2 separate regions of the Hordeum vulgare genome follow, and region 1 is linked to region 2. The links are chromatin contacts, called in public Hi-C maps. All regions are on one chromosome and are shown on one strand. Each heading gives the region's core, a stretch centred on a gene start, on an enhancer-like site or on the middle of the called end of the contact. The rest is flanking DNA. Distances are from core to core; before and after follow the strand shown. Region 1 holds the start of LOC123412447 (palmitoyl-acyl carrier protein thioesterase, chloroplastic-like). Region 2 has its middle 91 kb from the start of LOC123412447.

The links. A called contact is a pair of places that touch in the nucleus more often than the background predicts.
Region 1: a Hi-C map of leaf shows a contact between it and region 2, with 3 times the contacts expected there. The contact joins the promoter of LOC123412447 here to the enhancer-like site in region 2. A contact is called at or near these places in 2 of 6 Hi-C or Micro-C datasets (both in leaf).

The regions. Positions count from the first base shown.
Region 1 is chr7H:492,499,387-492,505,445 of MorexV3_pseudomolecules_assembly, forward strand. LOC123412447 (palmitoyl-acyl carrier protein thioesterase, chloroplastic-like) reads left to right here and starts at 3,829. Exons shown (of 7, transcript XM_045105395.1): 1 at 3,829-3,992; 2 at 4,486-5,049; 3 at 5,135-5,268; 4 at 5,649-5,762; 5 at 5,883-6,059. The coding sequence starts at 4,546.
Region 2 is chr7H:492,408,687-492,414,930 of MorexV3_pseudomolecules_assembly, forward strand. No RefSeq gene overlaps it. Among protein-coding and RNA genes, the nearest start is that of LOC123412447, 91 kb to the right of the region's middle. Within about 2 kb of position 1,950, at least 3 of the 3 cell types and tissues checked have open chromatin away from gene starts, as enhancers often do. A contact at or near this core is called in leaf, where this site is marked.

The DNA.
Region 1 (6,059 bases), core at 2,579-5,078, 93 kb after region 2:
ATCCATGCCAACTCACCAGACACCCTCAGAGATACCTGTAGAGCACCTTTATATTCACCCATTTATGTTGCGACGTTTGATACACACAAGGTACTCCTCCGATGTCAGTGAGTTGCATGATCTCATGGTCATAGGAATAGATACTTGACATGTAGAAAACAATAGCAATAAACTGACACAATCATATACTATGTTTATAGTTTGGGTATTCTCCATCACATCATTCACCTAATGCTACATTCCCGTTATTAAATGGCAACTCATGTCTATGAAAAGGAAACCTTGACCATATTTGATCAACGAGCTAGTCCATTAGAGGCTCACTAGGGACAGTGTGTTGTCTATGTATCCACACATGTATTTGAGTTTCCATTCAATACAATTCTAGCATGGACGATAAACTATTATCATGAACAAGGAAATATAATAATAACTACTTTATTGTTGCCTCTAGGGCATATTTCCAACAATTTACGCCTCCACCGCAATAGCCTCCACTACTGCCTTCTTTTGGGGAGTTTCAGTAGTTTTTGGGAGGACCACCGGGACCGCGAGAGGCGACATTCGCAGAAGATTTAAAGGCACGAGCCCCGTACCGTTGAACATCTCGACTCGCTGGTCAAAACTGGAGACCATGCCGAAAAGTTCATCCATGGTGAGGAAATCAGTGCATACATCGAGAGCAGAGATCAATGGTTGATAGTCCATATCAGGTCCACCGACAATGAAGGAGATGAGCTCGTCTATGGAGATGGTTTTCCGGCCGCGACTAGTTCATCTGACAAAGATATCATGTGTACAAAGAAGGTCGCGACACTCTGAGAACCTTTCTGGGCGTCGGTCAGAGCTTGGCAACACTTGTTTACACGGGAACAAGATTGAGAAGGTAACATATTGGCTAGTGCAGATCATATTGTGTGGTGCAGATCAAACTAGTGAGACTACTTGAACCAACACTTCTTTGGACAGGTTGCGCAAGAGTATTTGTTGATCCTGAATTAGCCAAGGGCTATAGGCAGGATTGGAAGAGGTTTGATGCTTCTAGAAGAATTTTGGGTGGTGATAGTTTTTGGTGGTTCGAGGACTGTTTGATCGAGGTACCCATATAGCCATGTCCCCATGATCTGGGAACGAGCTTGGGCTCGTCATAGGATGTAACTCGTTCGAGAGAGAGACTCAGAGGTATTGTTGTTCAGACCGGTGGATATGACTTGGCTGGAGGAGGACATGGTGATGGTAGATGGGTTTTGCATGCGGCTCGGCAGAGAGGAAGAAGACTAGATGTGGGGGAAGAAGAAAGCTCTGTATACCATGTCACGAATTGTATAAGCGTCTCTACCTCCCATACATCAGGAGGTCGCATCTTATAACTACTAACAGTTATATAAGCGTCTTTACCTCCCATGTCAAGAATTGTATACTAGTAGTTAGAGATTGGCGAGAGAATCTCTCGAGAGAGATTACAATGTTTGGTTGGGAGAGAACAACTGTACGGAGTACATGAGGGATGGAGATAAGATAGATACAAGTTTAAACAAACAAAATCTATCCCTAACTCCTAGCAGACTTGACATCCAAGCCAAGGGCAGGTGCAGCCGCACCACACACGTGATCTCTCAATATCTCTCAATATCAAGTTGTTTAACATCCTACCTTAATCAAAACTTCACCAAGTTTAGAGTACGCATGGATTCTTCAAAAAAAATGTGGGTCTTCGAGTGAACGAAACATATTTCTAGCTCTTTGCTAGCAACTCATTCCTTGACAAAATGATAATCTATTTCCATATGGTTTGTACTTGCATGGAAAACAGGGTTAACTGATATATATATATATATAGCACCAAGATTGTCACACGCCCCGACCCGCCTACTTCCTCTCCCCTCTCGATCCAAGTCAAGGGCAGGTGCAGCTGCACCACATACGTGATCTCTCAATATCTCTCAACATCATGTTGTCTAACACTCAAGAGACAACCTTGAAAGTATACAAGTTCAGTTTTGCTAAGTCTCGGTTGGCTAAGACTTGGTTGTATCCGAGTTAATACTAAGTACTCCCTCCGTCCGGAATTACTTGTCGCACAAATGTATAAAAATGGATGTATCTAGAACTAAAATACATCTAGATACATCCATTCCCGTGACAAGTATTTCCGGACGAAGGGAGTATTACATTGAGATCCGTGTAAAATATTCTTTTTAATATTTTTTTCTTAGATGCTAGTATTTCATTTGATCGGTTAAGTCTTAGACCCTGTTTGGTTCCAATAAGTCAGGTGACTTATAAGTCAGGTGACTTAAAACCAGTGACTTATAAGTCACCCTTGTTTGGTTGTCACCTGACCACACCAGCGACCTCGTCACTAGACCCGCGCTCTGGACGCCGCCCGGCATGACGGCGCTGTGGTCGTCGTCGACCTCGCCGAAGAACGGCTCGCCGGAGTAGCGGAGCATGCAGGCGTCGAGCCAGACGACGGCGTCCTTCTTGGACGAGCACAGGCGGTGCTGCAGCCGGCGGGACGGGGCGGGGCGCAGCGGGGCGCTGCAGCCGGCGGGCGGGGCGAGGTGCTGCAGCCGGCGGGGCGGGCGCGACGGCCGGCGGGGCAGGGGCGGGGCGCGGCGGGGCGCGACGGCCGGCGGGGCAGGGGCGGGGCGACAGGGCCGGCGGGGCAGGGCGCGGCGCGGCGGCCGGCGGGGCCGGGGCAGGGGCGGGGCGAAGCTCCTGCCGGCCATGGTGGAGACCGGGCGGCGAGCGGAGGAGGCGAGCCGATCCGGGCATTGGGCGAGGCGGAGCTCGCGCTTCTGGCCTGGGCGAGCCGAGCTCGCTCGCGATGGAGCTCAGCGGCGGCGAGGGCAGCAGCGGTGCGCGGTGGGGAGGGCAGCAGCCGGCGAGGCGCGCTGCGCGGTGGGAGCGGCGGCGAGGCGCGCTGCGCGGCGGCGGCGAGGCGCGCTGCGCGGCGGCGGCGAGGCGCGCTGCGCGGTGGGGAGCGGATGGGGCGGTGGGCACGGGTGGGATGGGGCGGTGGGCACGGGTGGGAAAAAGTGGTGGGACCCATCAAAAAGTAGGTGACTTATAAGTTTTAAGTTGGGGTATAGCAACTTATGACTTATAAGTTGGGGTGACTTATAAGTTAGGCCCTTTTGGCAAAATAAGTCACTTTTTGCACTTTTTAACTTATAAGTTGGTGACTTATTTGTAACCAAACAGGGCCTTAGTCGACAAAGGCCTAAACACATCCATGCAAGTTTGTGAACTGAAATAAAAGGTTTCTGGCAAACCAACCTGTGGTTGGATGGTTAGAGAGACCGTGGTATTTCTAGCTCATCAGGGTTTAAATCCTGGTGCTTGCATTGTTTCTGGATTTATTTCGAGATTTTCGACGATACGCTTTCAGTGGAAGCGGTGACTTCGTAAATCTCAAGATGACATGCCGACCCCGTCTTTCGAAGGTGCTCATAGAGGTAGCGTGTGCGTGTGTATGCACGTGTATATGAGCGCTTGCGTCTGCAATGTATTAAAAAAAGGTTTTTGAACAATATTTAATCCAACGGCCTCGGTCGCGCCACATGCTATTCTGTTGCCCTTATTCCCCACGTTTCACCCCCTCGTGCCGTGTCCGTGCCCACCGCACCAGCCCACCAGAGCGTTTACTCAAGGAGTCGTCAGGTAGGATCACATCAACGTCTCCTGTTCTTCCTTTTCTATGCCCAATTCTATCCGCCCGTCCGTCCGCCGTCCAGACAGACTCGAGGGAGTCCGGGGGCAGAACGGTCACTCGCGCGGGCACCCCACCCTACAAACGAAGCTGGTTCCCTTTTAAAATCCGCGCTGGCCTGTACCGTGTGAGAGACAGAGGAGCAAACAGAGGCTACCCCGCCCCGACCGAAGCCGCCAGAACACAAACCACCTCCTCTTCCCTCTCTCCTCGGCGCCAGCGGCACAGCGGTGAGCCCCCGCCGCCGCCGCCTCCGTCTCCTCCTGTTCACGGAAAGGTCGGTCTCCTCGCCTCCGCCGCATTCCTCTCTCCCGCGCGTGTGTTGGGGGGGGACGGTTCTTGGTCGGACACGCCCGGGGCGCGAGAGAACATGCGGCAGCGGCGAGCCTGTCGGTCCGGCGCGGCCTCTTCTTCTGGGCGCTTCCGCGGTGCCTGGCCGGCCTTTGCAGCCAGGGAAATCGTTACGACCCCTGCTGCTCTTGCCGGATCTCGAGCTTAGCTTAGGGGAGCTCGCGCCCCGTCCCGCCGCGGGATTTGGGTGTTCCGTTTGGCGCCTTTTTTCTTGGCTTGAATGAAAGTTTTTTTCCTTCAGTTTTCTCCGGCTTGCTGCGCTGTTGTTGCGCGGTTCGCTTCGACCCTCGGCTCCTGCTCGTATGCTGCTGTTGGTTGCGAGTAGTTGATTTCCATGGCGTCTCTGCACTGTGCAGTGCTTATACGGAGTGCTGTTTTTATTGTTGCTGATGTTCTTTTTATGTGTGCGAAATTTTCAGGTTAGGATCGCCGATTCGTAGGCCATTCGATTTGGCGCGCAGTTTCTAGCCGTGCTTCCCATGGCCGGGTCCATCGCGGCCTCGGCCTTCTTCCCGGGGTCTCCGGCGGTGCCGCCGCCGCCCAAGAGCGCCCTCGGCGAGCGTCCGGACAGCCTGGACGTCCGCGGCATCGCCGCGAAGCAGGCCTCGTCATCCTCCGCCGTGAGGGCCGGCAGGACGCGCGCCCACGCGGCCGTCCCCAAGGTGAACGGCGGCGCCGGCAAGTCCGCGCTGGCGGACGCGGAGCACGATACCATGTCCTCGGCGGCGCCCAGGACGTTCTACAACCAGCTGCCCGACTGGAGCATGCTCCTCGCGGCCATCACCACCATCTTCTTCGCCGCCGAGAAGCAGTGGACGCTGCTCGACTGGAAGCCCAAGCGGCCCGACATGCTCGTCGACACGCTGGGTTTCGGCACCATTGTACACGACGGGTTCATGTTCAGGCAGAACTTCTCCATCAGGTCCTATGAGATTGGGGCTGACAGGACGGCGTCCATTGAGACGCTCATGAACCATCTGCAGGTGAGTTTATCGCCGCGATTTCAACGCGCAATAAGACTGCTCTATCTGGTTATTGGGCACTGACATGTTTTTTGGTCTGATGCAGGAAACTGCACTCAATCATGTGAAGGTGGTTGGGCTGCTCGGAGATGGTTTTGGTTCCACACCGGAGATGAGTAAAAGGAACTTGTTCTGGGTTGTCAGCCAAATGCAGGCGATCGTCGAGCGTTATCCATGCTGGTATATCTCACACACCAGCATTTCATTTTTCCTTTTGTTCTCTTGTATAATTTGAGTTTCAATAGGTGTAACCATAATCTTGGAACGATCGGTCCAGTTAAGGGGAGTTTTCGAGTTGTTTAACAAATGAATGTGAAAGGGATACATCATAATAGTCTGCTTTAAGTCATAATTATTAGGTCAGCAATTCCCATCTGTCCCGGTGTGTGCAGGCAGCAGACTTTCAGTATTTGATGCAGAGAGGCCTTTGAATCTCTTAATTTCGTGTGTTACATTTATTGACAGATGTTAAAATCGTTTAATTTTGTTAGCTGAAAGTTGCATGTCCCCATAAGGAGTTGTTTTTCTATTGTTTTAATTTGGTTTTCATTGCTCTGCAGGGGTGATACTGTTGAGGTGAACACTTGGGTTGGGGCTCACGGTAAAAACGGAATGCGTCGAGACTGGCATATACGTGATTCTGTGACGGGCCATACAGTACTGAAGGCTACAAGGTTCAAATTTTTGTCACTCAGAGATACAATCAATCAGATTTGTTTTTCTTCTGCCCCACATATTCACAGAGTCGCAGTTTCGACAAGCTGCCGTCATTCTGATTTTCGTTAAATTTGCAGTAAATGGGTTATGATGAACAAGCTAACTAGAAAGCTTGCAAGAATTCCAGATGAAGTACGGACTGAAATAGAGCCGTTCTTTTCTGAGTATGCTGCTATTGAAGACCAAGACCACCAAAAACTTCCAAAACTGCCAGAGCATGACCGTCCTACCTCAGCTAAATATGTCCGGACAGG
Region 2 (6,244 bases), core at 700-3,199:
GAACTAATAATCCCGGACGGACATATATCGTACGCAACTACAAAAAAGTTACACGCATTTTTATTTTATTTTTGAAACTGAAGCAAAAGCTCCGCTTTTAGAGCATCTATAGCCGCACCCCCTACTTCCTTCTTAAACGTCTGAAGCGCCCGCCCGGTCAGTGTCCGGTCAAAAAAGGTAACCCAACCAGACACCTCATTTGGTCCCTATACGTCCAGACTAATTGACACCCCTCAACTCGAGATCAAATGTAAGGACAATATGAGGGCGCCCGGACATGACCGGGGGCGACCGGGCACTACACTTCATTTCATAGCGGCCCCATCTGTAGCGATCCGAAGAGAAGATACTCTTGCTCGTGTCGTCCGATAGGGACAAACTTATCTGTTAGTTGCATAGATGGATAAAATCTTGTTGTGTTAAGTTCATCTTATTCATGTATGTTGATGTCGTGAAAACATATTTTGCGATTAAAAAGAGCAGTGGAAACATATTTTCTAAATGAAAAAAAAGACGTGCAAACATCATTGTTTCATTTGTGAAGGAGATAAACCGTGTCTATGAATCTTCTATGTCATAAGTATAGAAGAATTATAGTCACGGTTCATATGCTTCATAAATGGTACAATAATGACTGAAGCTTATCTGAATTGGACGATCCGACTATTTAAACCGGTTGGTTAGGTCCTAAGGCGGCGAGGTGGGACTAAAACATCCGAAACCCACTGGATCAATACCGATATGAAAATCTTTGAGTATTTGGGTGTCCCTCCGGTCGAACACGGACATGATAATCGACGTGCATGTTTTTTGCTTCTATCTGATATTTTGAAAATAGGATAGGTGATTACAAATGGAAAAAAATGAGGTATGTCCGGTTACTGTTGACTTCAAATGGGGTGGAGGGGGTGTAGCATGTTGACCAAAGCAGATCAATGGAAATTTAGCCTCCTCCGGCGGCTACACGTGGTCTGCAAGCAGGGCGGGCGGGCAACTAAGAGCAACTACACTAAGATATAGTCAGCAGGCTGTAAGGATTAGAATATTATATTTTTGCTGAATTGGATGAGAGAGAGGAGGACAGAGGAGGAAAATGGGCTCTTCGTGAAGAGCTAGCTTTAGCACGTGCTCCTAGGTGCTTTGTGAGAATGAAAGGTGGCCATATATGATAAAAGTAGTATTCTTTTATAGCTAACTATTGTACCGCCTCCGTTCCAAAATATAAGACCTTTTAGAGATTTCACTAGGAGACTACATACAAAACAAAATGAGTGAATGTACACTCTAAAATATATCTATATACATCCGTATGTAGTTTATAGTGCAATCTCTAAAAGATCTTTTATTTAGGAACGGAGGGAGTACAAGCTAGCTATAAGATGAACTATAAGATGGCTTATAGCCAGCAGTTGGCTATACTATTAGGGCATGGTTAATAGTACAGCCAGTTGCTGGTTATATGATGTTAATACATCATCTATAATCAATTTTATAGCCCGTAAGTACGATAACTGCATCCGCAGCAAACAGAGCCGGCAAATTGGAGAGGCTACCACGCCGCCCACACGCTGGAAAAACCGCCACTTGATTGGTCGGTTTGGGCGCCGGTACCGGTGCTTTTCAGCGTAATCGCCGTCCCCGGACCTGGGTCTGAAAAGGCGAGAGAAGATTGACGATTCCGGTGATGTTTCAGCTTGTTACCCATCATCAGTGTACTTACTTGACGATCAGGTTTCACTCATCATCTCGCACGGAAGTGCGTCCTTGATAGCGCTTCTGAAACTTTTTGACTTTTTTTTTTCAGTTGAGTTGCTCTGAAACTTTTTGACATATCTGAAGATTCCGAGGGCTGATGTCTGAAACAGTTTTCAACGGAGTAGCCCGTGCGTACCGCAGTGCCTACCAAACAGTTGTCGGATTAGGATCGGACGTCGCGAGCCGTCCGGGCCGGGACTGATAACCGTTCCACTGGGGCGAGCGAGCGATCCATGGGGTGACGCGCGCCAGGGAACGGGGAAAGAGAGGTCCCTCCAACCACATGGCTTCAATTCCCGTCGAGATCACCACTGGCGCTTTCCAAGCTTACTAGTAGTACACGCGCGTCCGTGCCTTGAAGCGGCTCGTTGGAGCGGCCCGGAAGGCGGCCGGCACCGCGGCACGGTTACCCGTTACAACTAGTCGTCGGCGTCAATGGCCGCCGCTCCATCGGGTTAATTCCTTCCGTACGTAAGCCCGCTCCCACTCCACACGTGTGGAATTGCCGTTTCCTCGATGGATCCTCCACTCGGAACGAGAATGGTCGAGTTCTTAGAGCAAGTATAATAGTATAGTCAGCTGCTGGTTATAAGTCATTGTCATGTCATCTATAATTCATCTTATAACCAACATGTACAATAGTTTATTGTAAAAATATATACAATTTTTTATTATATGATCCACCTTTCATACTCACAAAAGGTCTAGCAGCACATGCTAGAGTTGACTCTTAGCTAAGAGCCCGCTTACCTTCTCTCTCCTCTTCTCTTTTCTCTAACTAAATAAAAAATATTATTTTATTCCTTATAGCCAGCTGACTCAATTTTACTGTATTTACTCTTAAAAGCAGGCGAGAGAGACGACTGACTGACAGAGATCCAGAGCATCATCAACACAATACTGCTATACAGTGTCCTGATATACAGTGTCCATGCATGCAACGTGGCGTGAGAAGTTGAGATCGAAAGGGCTGGCTTCAACAGATGAGGAGCCGGACGCCGGACGCAGTCAGATCAGTGGAGCTCCGAACTAGATCACTGTTAAGTTTGGTGGATTGAATAAGCTAATTGGTCCCATCACCTCATATTTGTAAGCATACGATAAGGTCCTCCCGGCAAAAGTTGATCATCATACATTGGACCCCAATCCCTAGATCTGCGTGATCCTGAGAGCCAAACACCACCACGAGGCCAATGTTTGGAACGCGACACGTTCCGCAGAGAACAGCTCCATCTTGCACTACGTGTTGGTGTTGGTTTGACCACGTGTAGGTTTCTGGATCCAGAACGAGAAAAATACTCCTCCGTCTTAAAATAAATAACTCAAAAACGATTTAGTTATGTACTAACTTTAGTATAAATTAGAATCATTTTGAAGTCATTTATTTTGAGACGGAGGGAGTACAATACTGAAATACCATGACTAGTTGAAAAAACTTTTCGTTCACGGATACTTAAAAGATGGGAAAAGATTGCATTCAACAGGCTGATCGCGCGCGCCCGTCTGCCGGCTTCGTGGCCGTTCGATCAGACAATCGACAGCATTGCGGAAGCCGCCTTTTGTTTTTTCCTGCAACTCACCTATTGTTTCAGGACAGTTTCCTGCAGCTCACCTATTGTTTCAGGACAGTTTCCTGCACTCGCGTTTCAGGATCAGTCGAGTTTCCTGCAGCTCACCTATTGTTTCAGGACAGTTTCCTGCAGCTCACCTATTGTTTCAGGACAGTTTTTTGCACTCGCGTTTCAGGATCAGTCGAGTTTCCTGCAGCTCACCTATTGTTTCAGGACAATTTTCTGCAGCTCGTCTATTGTTTCAGGACAGTTTCCTGCACTCGCGTTTCAGGATCAGTCGAGTTTCGTGCAACTCACCTGTCGTTTCAGGATCAGGACAGTTTCAGGATCCTGCAACTCGCCCAACGCCTCCGCCGGCCGCCAGCAACACGGGAGCGCCTACCACCACGCCGCACAGGTCAGCCCGTTCCACGTGCACCTCGACACCACCCACCCGCACCCGCCGCCGTCCTACTACTCCACCATGGACCACAACAAGGACACCTATGCCTACGGGCACACCGAAGGAAGTGCACAACAGCGGCGAACACACCTTCTTCTCCTCCCACGTCACCATCGACAGGGACCACCAGCACCACAACAGCGCCGGCGGCCACGGCCAGTGTTGTTTTAGTAATTATTTCCGCAACGCGTCCGTTGTTTGTGCAACTAAACAGGGGCGGACCCAGGTTATAGGCAGTGGGGGCAGCTGCCCCCACTTGATTTTTCCACCATATTGCAGTTGCTCCGACGTATATTCGATGTGCCCCCACTCGGTCAAATAACCTGCCCCCACTCAACCTTGTATTTGTTTATTTTAGAAGCCCGATAAGAAAAGGAGTTGCCACACGAGCAGCCTTCAGCGTAGGTCAGACGCCTCCTACCTGTACCCACGCACGTTGCGTAGATTAATCCAACGGCCAGATTTCACGTACACGCTTGCATCATCCAGTCAAAAATAATTGAGGACGAAGACACACACGGGATGGAATTCGGGAAGCATTTGACCTGGCCTGGCGCCGCCGCGGAGTCGCCTCGCCGCATCGCTGCAGCAAATCGCCGACTTACCATCGCTGCCTTGCCCTACTGCATCACCAAACACACATCTCCATTCCACAGTTCACTAATTCTAATTGACATCAAGGTATGCCGTTCAATTCCCTAACTCTTATGAATTTGCGTGTATAATTACCAATCTGGGTGATTAGGTCAATTTTTTTTTAAAGTAACATATAAAGCATTCTCTCCGATCCATATAAATTAACACAACCTCTATGCAATGTCAATTTATTCCGACCGAAGGGAGTATGCAACTTTATACTTACCAGTAATTGTTGGTTCCTTCTCAAAAGAAAAGTAATGGCTAGTCCGGAACAAAAAATTCCATTTTAATTTAGATCATCTATTTGGCCCAAACAAATTATTGACAATATATTGCTACTTACTACTAGTTTTTAGCACACTTCATCTTCATGATTGAAATGGTAATTAACCTACATTCACTAAGAAGGAAATAGTTGCTCAGTTAATTAGGGAAAACTTAACGAAAATTAGACATCTTCATGTACGATGTATGTAAATTTATCCATTCATTTAACTTCCAAGATGCCTAAAGTAGTTGATCTGGACAAGCTTCCTAGGGATCCATCTAAAAGAGTAGAATTCCTACAAAAAGTGATAGCTAAATGTTTCCATACACTGAAAGGTGGTTGTTAGATGAAATGAAATGTAATGTGCTAAAGCTTTTTTCTGTACTTTTTTAGTATCGGCCTTTTTCATTGTTTTTCGTTCTCCTTCAATTTGATAATGTTTTATTCTGCCGGCTGTAGGTTAGATTGTTAGCGTAATGTGTTAATGTTCACTTTTACAACTTTGAAACAAGATATTATCAAATGTAATTCATTTGCTCTTAAATGGTTAGTATTCTTTCACTTTTCCACAAGCATGGTTAACGCGTGAAGAATGAAGTGATTAGTGCCCATGTTTTGTTTACATATATGCTATGAATTCTTTTTGCCTTGTTGGTTCATGAATATGTCTGTACAGTTTTTTGCCCCCTCTAAGTTTTTTTCCTAGGTCTAGTTGCCGTTGCTTCGGGAATTAATTGGTTGGGGAAACGACTGGGCCGCGTGCTAGCGCGTACATCGAACGGCTATGAGCGCATACATTGGACGGTTATTCGGGTGACGGATGTTAGTATGGATCCGCCGGTGGACGTGTAGCTGTTTCCTTAAAAGATTGCCTATCTTTTCATTGATTATATACTCAAGGATGCCGCATCGTTCAAAAATACTTTGTCGTGGTTTTAGCTAAATTTTGAACTAAAACTACGACAACTATTTTGAAACGAATGAAGTGAAAAAGAATAGTACAATAGAGAGCATTGCATAGAGAAGGGGGAAGGGCACCACATCAAAATATGGAAAAGTAGAATAAAGGAAACAACACAACTATAAACTTGTCTAGTCCGAACTCCATCGAGGAGACGAGACATCAGGCACCTAGGTCCGTAAGGACCAACACACGTCACCCTCATCACGTGGCTACGACTCCAGAACCGACCGAATCAATGTAACCCCATCATAAGCGCCAAAAAGAGTCGGTAAATGGGTTGCAGGACATAGACGGCCCTGAGGAAGGAGCCATGGAGGAAGGGATGACGATGTCGTACCTTGTGCCCGGATGCCCACGCCCTCAGAAGCAGGCCACACCAAGCACAACATCCAACATTTCGAGATCCAACACCATGGATGCTGTCATGGTTTTATCACGGCAGATGTCCTCGTGAAAGGACTTAGTAATGGGGACATCGCAACTATGTGGCGACTCAAAGGGGGTGAACGGGAACGAGAGAAGAGTTTACCCAGATTCGACCCCTCTGATGGAGGTAAAAGCCTATGTCCTCCTTTGTGTGTATTGATGATGGAATCGATTACAAG